Linked DNA regions of Mus musculus: all the other regions are linked to region 4. The links are chromatin contacts, called in public Hi-C and HiChIP or PLAC-seq maps. All regions are on one chromosome and are shown on one strand. Each heading gives the region's core, a stretch centred on a gene start, on an enhancer-like site or on the middle of the called end of the contact. The rest is flanking DNA. Distances are from core to core; before and after follow the strand shown. Region 1 overlaps Padi2 (peptidyl arginine deiminase, type II). Region 2 overlaps Igsf21 (immunoglobulin superfamily, member 21). Region 3 overlaps Igsf21 (immunoglobulin superfamily, member 21). Region 4 overlaps Arhgef10l (Rho guanine nucleotide exchange factor (GEF) 10-like).

Evidence for each region. Hi-C and Micro-C count contacts between places; a contact is called where the count stands out from the background. HiChIP or PLAC-seq counts read pairs in DNA pulled down with a chosen protein or histone mark.
Region 1: a contact with region 4 is called in an HNF4G HiChIP or PLAC-seq map of pancreatic cancer cells. The contact joins two enhancer-like sites.
Region 2: a Hi-C map of the N1E-115 cell line shows a contact between it and region 4, with 3 times the contacts expected there. The contact joins two enhancer-like sites. A contact is called at or near these places in 3 of 484 Hi-C or Micro-C datasets (the CH12 cell line, the N1E-115 cell line and ganglionic eminence), 2 of 115 datasets of contacts at active chromatin or transcription factors (embryonic basal ganglia and embryonic stem cells) and 1 of 9 other capture datasets (embryonic stem cells).
Region 3: a Hi-C map of the N1E-115 cell line shows a contact between it and region 4, with 3 times the contacts expected there. The contact joins two enhancer-like sites. A contact is called at or near these places in 26 of 484 Hi-C or Micro-C datasets (B cells, the N1E-115 cell line, brain and 14 more), 13 of 115 datasets of contacts at active chromatin or transcription factors (embryonic basal ganglia, embryonic forebrain, embryonic hindbrain and 3 more) and 1 of 9 other capture datasets (embryonic stem cells).

Annotation. Positions count from the first base shown.
Region 1 is chr4:140,946,803-140,949,553 of GRCm38.p6, reverse strand. Padi2 (peptidyl arginine deiminase, type II) reads right to left here. Exons shown (of 16, transcript NM_008812.2): 15 at 214-342. It overlaps Gm13031 (predicted gene 13031), which reads left to right. Exons shown (of 4, transcript NR_045911.1): 3 at 1,090-1,197; 4 at 1,461-1,888. Among named protein-coding and RNA genes, the nearest start is that of Gm13031, 9.7 kb to the left of the region's middle. Within about 2 kb of position 1,268, at least 70 of the 459 cell types and tissues checked have an H3K27ac peak or open chromatin away from gene starts, as enhancers often do. A contact at or near this core is called in pancreatic cancer cells, where this site is marked.
Region 2 is chr4:140,222,812-140,225,607 of GRCm38.p6, reverse strand. The region is part of intron 1 of Igsf21 (immunoglobulin superfamily, member 21); the gene reads left to right. Among named protein-coding and RNA genes, the nearest start is that of Gm33542, 5.6 kb to the right of the region's middle. Within about 2 kb of position 1,382, at least 13 of the 459 cell types and tissues checked have an H3K27ac peak or open chromatin away from gene starts, as enhancers often do. A contact at or near this core is called in the N1E-115 cell line, where this site is marked.
Region 3 is chr4:140,107,569-140,110,268 of GRCm38.p6, reverse strand. All of the region lies in intron 2 of Igsf21 (immunoglobulin superfamily, member 21), which reads left to right. Among named protein-coding and RNA genes, the nearest start is that of Gm13029, 34 kb to the left of the region's middle. Within about 2 kb of position 1,383, at least 33 of the 459 cell types and tissues checked have an H3K27ac peak or open chromatin away from gene starts, as enhancers often do. A contact at or near this core is called in the N1E-115 cell line and rod photoreceptor, where this site is marked.
Region 4 is chr4:140,536,273-140,539,003 of GRCm38.p6, reverse strand. Arhgef10l (Rho guanine nucleotide exchange factor (GEF) 10-like) reads left to right here. Exons shown (of 29, transcript NM_001290803.1): 26 at 2,087-2,235. Among named protein-coding and RNA genes, the nearest start is that of Gm42335, 67 kb to the left of the region's middle. Within about 2 kb of position 1,338, at least 48 of the 459 cell types and tissues checked have an H3K27ac peak or open chromatin away from gene starts, as enhancers often do. A contact at or near this core is called in the N1E-115 cell line, pancreatic cancer cells and rod photoreceptor, where this site is marked.

The sequences.
Region 1 (2,751 bases), core at 19-2,518, 410 kb before region 4:
TTTGCCAAGCACTCTCCTGTCTAGAGTAATGGGCCAGGGGATAGACACCTAGTAAGAAAGCAAGGCTAAGCATGTCACCCCTAGCAGGGAATGGAGAGGCTCAGAGAGGGCAAGGGTCAGAGGTGAGGTTACCCAGCAACTCAGCTGGGCCCTTCTGGGGCTGTTTGCACCCTGCTGGGGGTGGCATGAGGGGTTGGGGCTGGAGTATCTCACCATGTTAGGGAAGAAAGCCCTGGCCTGGTGATTTTCATCCATCTTGAAGAGCGCGGGCAGGTCAATAATGTCCTTCTCAGTCAGCGCTAGCTCCCTCTTAAGGATGTCGCGGTTCCAGTCCAGACAGCGCTGGGGGAGGGGGAAAGAGGAAGCGTTGAAGTCCGGGGACACACACACCTGCTTAGCTGGTATCCCTGTCACCTCTCCAGCATCTCCCCCCAGGGATAAGAAAAAAAAAAAAAAAAAAAGACAATCCATTCCTCATTTTTTGAGACAGTCTCTCTTTGTAGCTCTGGCTGTCCTAAAACTTTATATAGACCAAGCTGGCCTTGAACTCACAGAGATTCAAAGGTACTAGGCCTAAAGGCATATGTCACTATGCCTGGCTTAATGGACCATTTTCAAAAAGTGACTTGAGGCACAGCTACAAATGGACAGAAAACTCTCCTGCTAATGCTTGCCAGTCTAGCTACAACCCCTTCCAACTTAAACTTTGCAGTAGAAAACTGCAGCAGGTGAGCTCGCCTGCAACCCACAGATGGCCCTGACCACGGGAAACAGGCCGTAAGCCAGAGCCTGAACTCTGCACAGTCTTCACTGAAAACCAGACAAACTTTAAGTGGCAGAGGCCCAGGTGACCCTGGAGGATTTTGCTCTCCTGCTCACTCAGCTAAGGAGGACAGCAGGGAGGGGTGGGGCCTTAGTGCTTAAACTCTCCTCCGCTGTCAATTACCGCACCTGCCGTCTGGGCTTTGCAAAGCTGTAAGATTTTGATACTAGGCTTCTCCAGAGCTCTTACTTACTACAGTGTGTGTGTGTGTGTGTGTGTGTGTGTGTGTGTGTGTGTGTGTGTGTGTGTGTCTTTGTTTCTTGCAGGGATCATGGAGGGATAGTCAGAGGTCAGCCCCAGTGAGGCGTTGGCTCAGCTTCAGCGGGTCCTGCTTCAGAGAGTGGCTGGGTTGTACCAACTTCTCTGACCTTCAGGTGAGAGCTAACTAGTTGTCTCTTACCATTTCCTCCTACCTCAGTGATTAAGCCTAGAGTGGGATGGGGGGTGGGGGGCGGAGGGGGATGCGGTTTATAGTGACTCATGACTGAGCAAACTGGTACTGGGAAACTCCCTGACCATGTTCATCAGTTCAGGTTGACACCCCCCCCCCCAGGCAGAGTGAGATGCAGGCCATCTAAGAGCTCTGTATTCGAGGGTGCTGTGCGGGTATTTATGTAAGGCTTTGAACCTCCCGCAGCCATGAGGGTACCTGCACATACCGACCAACAGAGCTAGCACAGCTGGAGCTCTGATCAGCCTGTGCCTGAAGTCCACACAACCATAGGACTTTGAACAAATTCTGCCCAGCCCTGACCAAGGCCCTGTGTTGAGACTCCTGCCCACTTCCCTCACTTCTGCTGCCTGACTCAGTGGCCCACTGTGACCCACAACCTGACAGCAAGGTCAGGACAGATTCTAAAGATAAAGCCCGCCCTGTCTAGGCAAACAACTCCGGGAGAGAGAAACTTGGGGTTTGCACGCAACCCAAGTTAAGTTGCACCTAACTTTTCCCTCCCCTCCCCTTTTATATAAACCCCAAGAACCCCTCCCCCTTCCACAGACACCCCTTTCTTGCTGTGTCTGCCCCTCCCTGTTTTAAATAAACAGTCCAGTCTGTTGAGGTCAGCCTCCGGTCTGTTTTCTGCCTCTTGACTCTTCAAATTGACTTAGAAATCTAACACCTTGCATGCTTAGGAGCCAAGTGGGCATTTACTTTGCACTGGATCTGCTTTCTCTCTCTCTCTCTCTCTCTCTCTCTCTCTCTCTCTCTCTCTCTCTCTCTCTCTCTCTCTCTCTCTCTCTCCTCTATCTCTCTTTCTCTTTCTTTCTTCCTTTCTTCCTTTCTTCCTTTCTTCCTTCCTTCCTTCCTTCCTTCCTTCCTTCCTTCCTTCCTTCCTTCCTTCCTTCCTTTCTTCCTTTCTTCCTTTTTGTTTGTTTGAGACAGGGTTTCTCTGTGTGTTGCTCTGGCTGCCCTGGAACTGAAGACCAGGCTGACCTTGAACTCACAGATCCACCTGCCCCTGGCTTAACCTAGATCATCATAAAACGAAATCCAAGGTTTTCTTTCTTTCAAGACAAGAGCTCTCCCAATGGAGCTACTTCTCCTGGGCGCTGGGTTTAATGTCTGGTGCAACGTTTAAGACTCGAGCAGACTGTCACACCCACAGCAGTCCCTCAGGGTTGTGTGAGCTGCCGAAGCTTCAGTGTGAGGGATGGGCTCAGGCCACCGCTATTCAGGCAACAAGTCTGAAGCTTTGGTGTGGCTCTAAGGGGCGTGTCTGCTCCGAGCACTTGTCTGATAGAACTCTGGGCCTACAAGTACAACTGCTTTCCCATCTCCTGCTGGGTTCGAGGCTCCTTGAGCCCACCGCTGCGCTTCTGGATCTACTACACAGCAAGTAGATCCAGCAGGTGCTTGCTGGTCTCTCTGGGCCAGAAGCCTCGAGCCCCTGACCTTTCCCATAGAACCAGCCTCTGCCAAGACCTCA
Region 2 (2,796 bases), core at 133-2,632, 310 kb after region 4:
GGGACCCCCAGCTAGCTGACTCCAGACTTGGGTCTCCCCGATAGCTTTGCTGGTGGAAGCTATGTAGGCAGATTGATAGAATAAACTCATGCACGTTTGCTGTGTGGCCTTGAGCGAATTGCTCCACCTCTCTGAGCCCACAGTGTCTGCATTTAACAGCCCGTTGTGAGATCACACGGGAACAGATGGGGTGTTGGCTGCCGTGTGGGCTGAACGCCCGCAGAAATGGCCTGGTGAAATTGTTTTCAGAATTTGGACCTTGGACTTGCATGTGCCTAGCAAGCTTCTCTGGAGATGGGGCTGGACTCCAAACAGTAACTTGGAAGTAACTTCCCCACAGAGAAGTTCAGACAAGATCAAAATGTTTCCAGGTACAAAACAAAGTTCCCCAGCGTGGAATTTTCCACAGATGTCCTGACACATTTTTTTCACCTTGGAGAATCTTGAATTTCAGGGTTTTGGATTATAGGTGCTTGTCCTGGGTCAACAGCTTCTGCGACTACAAATCCTTCTGTCCCCCATCTCGACCTGTGACCTTCCCCTCTACCTGGCCACTATAGCACCGAATGGGAACCAAAAATGTGACTCTCACCTTAGCTAATAGTGACATACCTCCAAGCTGGGTACCCTCCCTCCTTCCCCAAACCAGCCCAGGCTAGACCACAGCACAGGCACAACAACAGGGTCCCTGAGGACCATTCAGGTCCCTGAAGACCAACTGGGTCTGTTCCTGATGCCCACAGCGTCTCCCTCCTCTCAGAGCCTTGGCATCCTGGGCACAAAGGGCATGATGGGAGTATCTCTTTGGCAGGCAAGGACCAAGCGAGATCTAATCTCATAACCAGGAGGCCTCTGCCAGTGGGAGAGCAGGTGTTGGAGTGGCTGGGGAGCACAGCACTGCGCTGAGGTGGACAGATGAGAGAAAGGGTGAGAGATGAATGGGCGACTGAGCGGGTGGGTGAGCGAGTAAGCATATGTGTGTGTATCTGTGTGTGAGTAAGTGAACGGATGGGTGAGTTAACGAATGGGAGAGTGGGTAAGGGAACAGCAGATGAGTGACTAGACAGATAAGTGAGCAGAAGGCAGCCCCCCCTCCTTGAGATCATCTCAACCTACCCACAACTTCCATTTCTGGGGAGTCTACACACAGCTGTGGAGACATGACCCTGGTCACTCTCTGCCAGCCACTGAGTCCATCACCCAGGCCCCTCCAGGTCTAGGTATCTATCCATCCTAATACCCGTGACCCTCAAAGCCCTGTGTGTGGGCCACTGTGACAGCCCCCTCTGTGCGATGGGTTCGTGGCTCCCTCTGGGATGAGTTAATTGCTCCCAGCTTATCAGCTCATCTCCAGGCCTCTTATCTGGGAGTGAGCATTTGGGCAAACACATTAGGGCCAGCTAGAGCCTCTGGATAAACACCTGCCGCCTCTCCCGGCCCAAAGCTGGGTGCCTGGCCGGCCAGCGCCTTTCCAGCCGAGCCTTGCTGTTATACACCACCAAGCCCATCCAGCCACCCAGCAACCACCTCCAGGGGTCCCGGCAATCCTTCGTGCCCGAGTCCTGGCTTTCCATCTGTGGCTCTTACCATCCCTAGCACCACGCCTAGTGAGGGGAGCCACCTTCAGGGAAATGAAGACTTAACTGAGCTCACAGCTGCGCTCTGTGTGTATGGATTTCTACCACGGAGCGCAAGCTTCTCACATGTTTATCTTCTGATGATCCCCACCACAACCCTTGGAGGTAAGCAAGACATATTTATTTAACAAATATTTATGTACTACTAACTGTGCGCTGGGCACGCTTTGAAGCGCCTTATGAATATTAATATCCTTAATCGGTACTAAAAACCCTCCATCAGATCCTACTATCTCCCCATTTATGAATGAGGAAATGGAGGCCCAGAGAGGTTAAGACACCGACTCAAGGCCACATAGCAAGTGAAGAGTAGAGGTCGCACCTTCTTCAGGCACCTGTGCCTGCCCAGGCTAGGGCTGAGGCTAAGGATCAGGGATTCTACACTGTAGGATTGCCAGGGCAGGGATTAACACATGGGCGGCAGCATCGGTGAGCTTTAAGATCCATATCTTGTGTGGCTATAACATTATCCCTCCCAGAACGCAGGATGCCTTTCTTCCTAGCTGCAACGTTGTGCGGGTGTGGGCTTTGCATCTTCCATGACGACCAGGCTTGAGAAGTAGCCGGGGCCAGAGAACACACGCTGTCCCTCGCTTCAAAGGGTCACAAGTCTTTGGGATTTCCCTTCAAAGCAGAGCCGGATACAGGGAGTTTGACCAGGGCCGGTGTCTTTGGGAAACAGCTGCAGGAGGAGACTGGCGACCTGGCGGTGGGCCAGGGACACTTTGGAGCACAAAGTCCTGCATGGTCCCACAGCTGGCAGCTTCCTCTTCGTTGACAACACGTGTAGGGGGTACCCAGTGTGATGGCTAAGCTTCTCCAGATGGGGAGACTGAGGCATGGAGAGGAAGCCCCAGTCTTTGAACAAGGCAGGGTTCAGGCTGCCAACCATGGAGTACTAATTGTGTGTCCTCTGTATGCTGCCTGGTGGCCTGAATCCTGACAGTGGCCTCTATGGGACTGAGTGAAGGAGCCTTTGCCCCCACCCTGGCTCGGTCTGTATTTTCTTGAATCTCACAGATGGTTGCAGTAGTAGATGCTTTTATTCCATTCAATAAAGACAATTTGTAGCATATGCAACCTCAGCACGTGACATTTAAACCGCTATAAAATGCTTTGTGTGAGTAAATTCACTGTCCCTTCCCTTACACGAATGCAT
Region 3 (2,700 bases), core at 134-2,633, 430 kb after region 4:
ACCTGGATTTTGTTCCCAGCACCCACATGGCAGCTCACAACCATCTCTAACTGCAGTTCTAGGGGATCTAATGATCTCTTCTGGCTTCCACGGGCATGCGCATGACACACAGACAGACAGATGGGCAAAACACTCCTATTCATAAAATAATAAAATATATAAGCAAAATTGTTTCCCAGTTGAGGGTCCCGGTTGAAAAGTAATTTGGTGTGTCTGAGGGACCAAAGCATCCTTGAAGGGTTGGGAAGAGGGCTATGATTGTAAATTTGTTCTGATTTGCAAGTGGCCAAGCCGCTCAGGCCTTCCCACCCCAGACCCTGCATCACATGGCCTCGATCCACTGCAGGGCACACACTGGGTTAAAACATTAGTCTTAGAAGCATGCTGTAGGTATCCCACTTTCTGGGAAAGTGTCGATACTCACAGAGGTCTTCTTATTCTTGGTTACTCCTAGTCTATGGGACAGGTAACAGATGTGACACACAGTTGGTGCTCTGTAGGACCTGGCTGGGTTACGCCAAGCCTGTATTCTAAACCGCCCAGATGGAGTCTAACTCAGCCTGGGCACAGATGAGTTCAGAGAGGCCGGTCCTCCCAGTCGGGGGACAGATGCCTGGGGAAGCCACTCTCAGCATCTCCCCACCCCTGACCATCCTCCCTGGTAGCACCCCCTCTCCTGCTTCCACCCGCGGAGCCGCAGGGAGCTAATTCCACTTCTCCAGGCCCGGGCATGAGGCCGCCTGGTCGCAGGCTGTTAGCGCGGAGCCCAGCTGAGCGGCGAGAGGCTGCAAGCTCGCGGTCTATAATAGAGTTGCTGAGACAAGCGGAAAACTGCAGCCGAGTAAACAGATAAATAATTGAAACAGTGACAACTCATACCTTGCTGCTTTGTGGAGTAACGCTTTCATTAGCGGGAGGCTGTGGAGACCAGGCGTGCGCGTCGGGCGGCCGCTGCTGGGAAGCCTCCGACACTTGGGGCTGGCTCTACAACAGCTGCAAACAGCAGGACCCTGTGGCAGCCTGTGCCCCAGCTCTGACTTTGCTGCTACCCCGAGCCCCCTCCCTCCCCAGCGGTAATCTCGGCAGGCACTCAGGTGGAATGGAGACCTGGTGGCCTCCTTCTGTCCCAAGGGTGTGGCTACAGGAAAACAAAAGCTAGTGCCCCGTGCTGACAGACCCCTGCTGCCCATCCCTGGGTCTGGCCACTCCATTGGACTTGCTTCCGGAGGATCAGAGGATAAGCAGGACCCAAATCTGACCCAGGGTGGTCGGTGCCTGTGGGGGGAGGGCACGGCTTTGTCCTTGGCTCCTCTCTCCTGTTCCAGGCGCTCTGAACAGAGGTCCTTTCACAGAGGCAGCTTAGCTGATAACTCCTGCTTTTGACCGTGGCTCTCAGTCCCTCTCTGCCTGGACAGCCATTGCGTTAGCGGGCTCACTCCTGCACCTCCTGCGGAAGCAGCTTAAGTAAGGCCCCTGTGGGAGCTCTCCACCCTCAGAAAGTGGGCTTCCCTCTCCTCTGGGCTCCCGTGCCTTCCAGGCCCTAACCTGTCAGGATATCTCCAGCCTGTGGGATGGCTCAGCCAGCGCTTGTTGCTAAAGCCTGGAGACCTGAGTCTGATCCTAGGAACCCACAAGGAAGAAAGAGAGACGTGACTCTACAGAGTTGTCCTCTGAGCTCCACAGTCACCCCTCACACATCATGTGCACATATGTGATAATATTAACAAATATATAATAATGTAATTTTAATAAAATATAATATATAACTCTATTATATATAAGTTAAATATGTATAACTATATTATAATAAATATATTGTAATATAATATATTGTAATATATAGTTGTTGTTGTTGTTATTATTATTATACTAAAAAGGAGAAATGGTTACAATATAGCTTAGTTGTCTTTCCCTGTTTGCACACTGATGGTTCCCTGACCCTCCACTCTCCCCTTCTTACCATAGCCTGCTCCCTCTCCTTCCTTCCCTCTACTGACTAAGACTCTGGGACCTGGCCCTGATTTCACAGTTCACTCTACACAGCCCATTCTGGTCCTGCCCATAATTCCACAGGCCCTGCTAGCCACATCTGCAAGGCAGTGACGTCAGTCATGGTGGTAGGATCTCCTGGTGCCTGGAAAGACCCAGTGGGGAGAGGCTGCTGGCTCTGCCCAATATCTGCAGGGCCTCACATGGCCTTTCCTCCCAGGGTTTGCAGAATTGAAAGTCCAGTGTTTCTCTGCTCAGAAGCTGAAGCCAGAAGCCGATGCTCTTTCTGATGGCTAGGACTGGAGGGTCACTCACAGTCTTGAGCATGTGAAAGCCTTTGACTCCGGGCTCAACATCCAGGGCTCCATAGTGCACTGGGCTTTGACAAGAGGCAGGAGAGGGAGGAGCAGGGCAGGGAAGCTCAGTGGTGGGTGATCTTTGTCTCCTCTGGGGCATGGTAATGAACTTGGCCTCCTGGGACCAAAGACTGTCATGCCTGCGGAGGTAGGTCAAAGGACAACTGGCAGGAGTCAATTGTCTTCTTCTACCATGTATGATCCAGGAATTAAACTTAACTTGTCAGGCTTTGGCGGCAAGTGCCTCCACCTGCTGAGCCATCTCACCCACCCAATGGTTCTTTTTCAAATCCCTCAGCTGTCAGTTGGCACTTAGATTCAAAGACAAGGGAGGCCTTGCAAAGACTATCAGCCA
Region 4 (2,731 bases), core at 89-2,588:
TAGTTATAAGTCAGGGCTAATGACAGTATCTGCCGTGCAGGCTTGTGGGAGTTAAAGAATTCGTTCATGGGCAGAGCGACAGGCACAGACTCGGAGGGGACTCAGTGTTGACCAGTGGCACTTTTTACTGGTGCCCCATGCTGTGTTGGGTCAGCATATACACGCCCTTGGCTCCTTACAGCATTCTGGGGCGGGGTGTGCATGGTCGTCATACCCATTTTAGAGACGAGGAAACAGAGGCTCAAAGAGGTCAAGTCCCTGTGCAAATGGACATGGAAGTTCAGAGCCACAGACTGCTCTGGCCTGGGTAGCTTGCTCTGTATATGTTTACATTCTGAGCTGGAAAGAGTGGTATTGTGTATTGCGGAGGGGGTTCCCAAGTTTTTGTTTTTTTTGTTTTTTTGTTTTTTTGTTTTTCAAGACAGGGTTTCTCTGTGTAGCCTGGCTGTCCTGGAACTCACTCTGTAGACCATGCTGGCCTTGAACTCAGAAATCCACCTGCCTCTGCCTCCTGAGTGCTGGGATTAAAGGTATGCGCCACCACGCCTGGCTCAGTTTTTTTTTTTTAAAGAATTATTTATTTTATGTATGTGAGTACACTGAGGCTGTCTTCAGACACACCAGAAGAGGACATCAGATCCCATTACAGATGGTTGTGTTTGCTGGGAATTGAACTCAGGACCTCTGGAAGAGCAGTCAGTGCTCTTAACCACTGAGCCATCTCTCCAGGCCCCCAGTTTTTAATTTATTAGCTAGGCTGGGATTATAGAAGCAACATTCAGGGGGAGCCTAGAGTTGGAGGACATGCTGAACACATGTGGCCAGAGGACAAGGCGAGGAGTTTGGTGGCTTCCCCGTATAACCTGGTCTCCTACATCTCTGGGGACAGCCGTTCTCACACTTGCCACACGGCAGCGGGCACGGCAGCGGGACAGAGGAGGGCATGCCTGTGGCGAGTGCTTTGTTTTCCTCCTGGGGACCTACAGGAGGATGAGGGGGTTCGGGGCACCCAGCAGCTAATTCTCTCTTTTCTCCTTGGCCCCAGTTACTGTGCCCATTGCTCTAAGGCAGCATTTCTCAACTGTGGGTCACCACCCCTTTGGGGAGTCAAATGACCCTTTTGCAGGGGTCACATACCAGATGTCCTGCATATCTACAATATGACTCATAACAGTAACAAAATTACAGTTATGGAGTAGCAGGGAAGATGGTTTTGTGGCTGGGAAGGTCATTTCAGCATGAGGAACTTTATTAAAGAGGTGCAGCATTAGGAAGGCTGAGTCATAGGGCGTCTTATCCCTGCCCTCCAGGCCTTTCTCTGGGTCTCAGCTCCCCTTAAACCTCCTTCCTGCCCAGCACTCTGACAACCTAGAGCAGCCACTGGGGCGTGGCACGACTTGGGATGAAGGCCCTGTCCAGCCGCTGTGTTTACCAGGCAGTGGTTCTCAGTGAGCTGGGTGTGGTTGGGGTGGGGTGGGGGAGGGACTCTTGGTCTCTAGCATCAGCAATGGGGGCTGCACGCTCTCAGGGCCTCTCCCCTCCCCTCCAGCCCCCCTGTATCTGGTAGCATCTGTGGAGGGAAAAGGTCTCGGGTTTGAAGGAAATCGTCACGCTTTTCAGATGAGTTGTGGTCTTGGCAAAGTCCCTCCCCATCCAGATGGGGACACTAAGACTCTGAGAAGCTTAGGCAGGCGTGTCCTTAGAATCAAGGCCATGCTGGTCACAAGTCCCAGGACTCTGCGATCCTTTGCCTCCTGGCAGGTACTAACGTGGACGTTGCCTCTCCCAGAAGCTCCTGTGTCTGTCCTCCACGTCTAATTTTTTCCCTCAGTGCTTGGCATATCAGCTCATAGCGATTGGCTGTTGTTGTCTCTACCCAGTGCAGTTCCCCAGAGGGCAGAGCCTACACCTGCCCCTGCCTGTTCTCAGCACCAAGTGGGAAGAAGAGACATGCAGGGTGGTCCCGGAGCAATGCGGGGGGAGGGGGGGGACGGATAATGTCAGGCACCCCAGTGAAGTGAGGGTGAAAGACCATGGGGAAGGGTGTATGGGGCCAGCCACTGACCTGTGCCCTTCTTTCCCATAGGTGACATTCCCTGGGACCTGGAGAGCCCTCCCATGTGCATAACTGTGGGCCCAGGGCCGATTCGAACACTGCTGAGCCTGGAAGATGCTGCATGGGCCAGCTGCGGGCCGAGGGTCACTGTACTAGATGCCGCCACTTTGCAAACTCAGGTACCCATACCCAGGCCTCGTCTGTCACTGCTGGGTGGAGACACACCCATCTGTGACCTCTGCCCTTTAAACAGAGGTGTTGAGGCCCCTGGGTCCTGTCTCGTCCAGTTGTAGGCAAAGCTGTGTTGTCTCTGCTGGGATGAGGGCCTGGCTTCACGGGCCCACTAAGCTCATCGGCCCCACCTTGCTACATCCTATGTTCCATCCTTAGTGGCTGGTATGAGCTTCGGTGGCTTCCCAAATGGTATTTTGGTGACATTTGCCATTGTTGATTCGTTTAGGTTATTGATTGATCAGATATGGCGCCAGAGCCAGAGGGGAGCCTGGAAAGGTCCCCAGACAGGCAGGCTCCTCTGGCATGCCCCCACGTGCAGGGTTGTTTTCTCGTCTCCGTTAGGTTCTCCTCCTTGGGCACCTCTAATCTGATGATTGATAGCTCAGGCGCTAGGCAGAGCTTGGTGCTGTTCGCTTGTAGGTAGTCAGGGAAGGGGCCTGG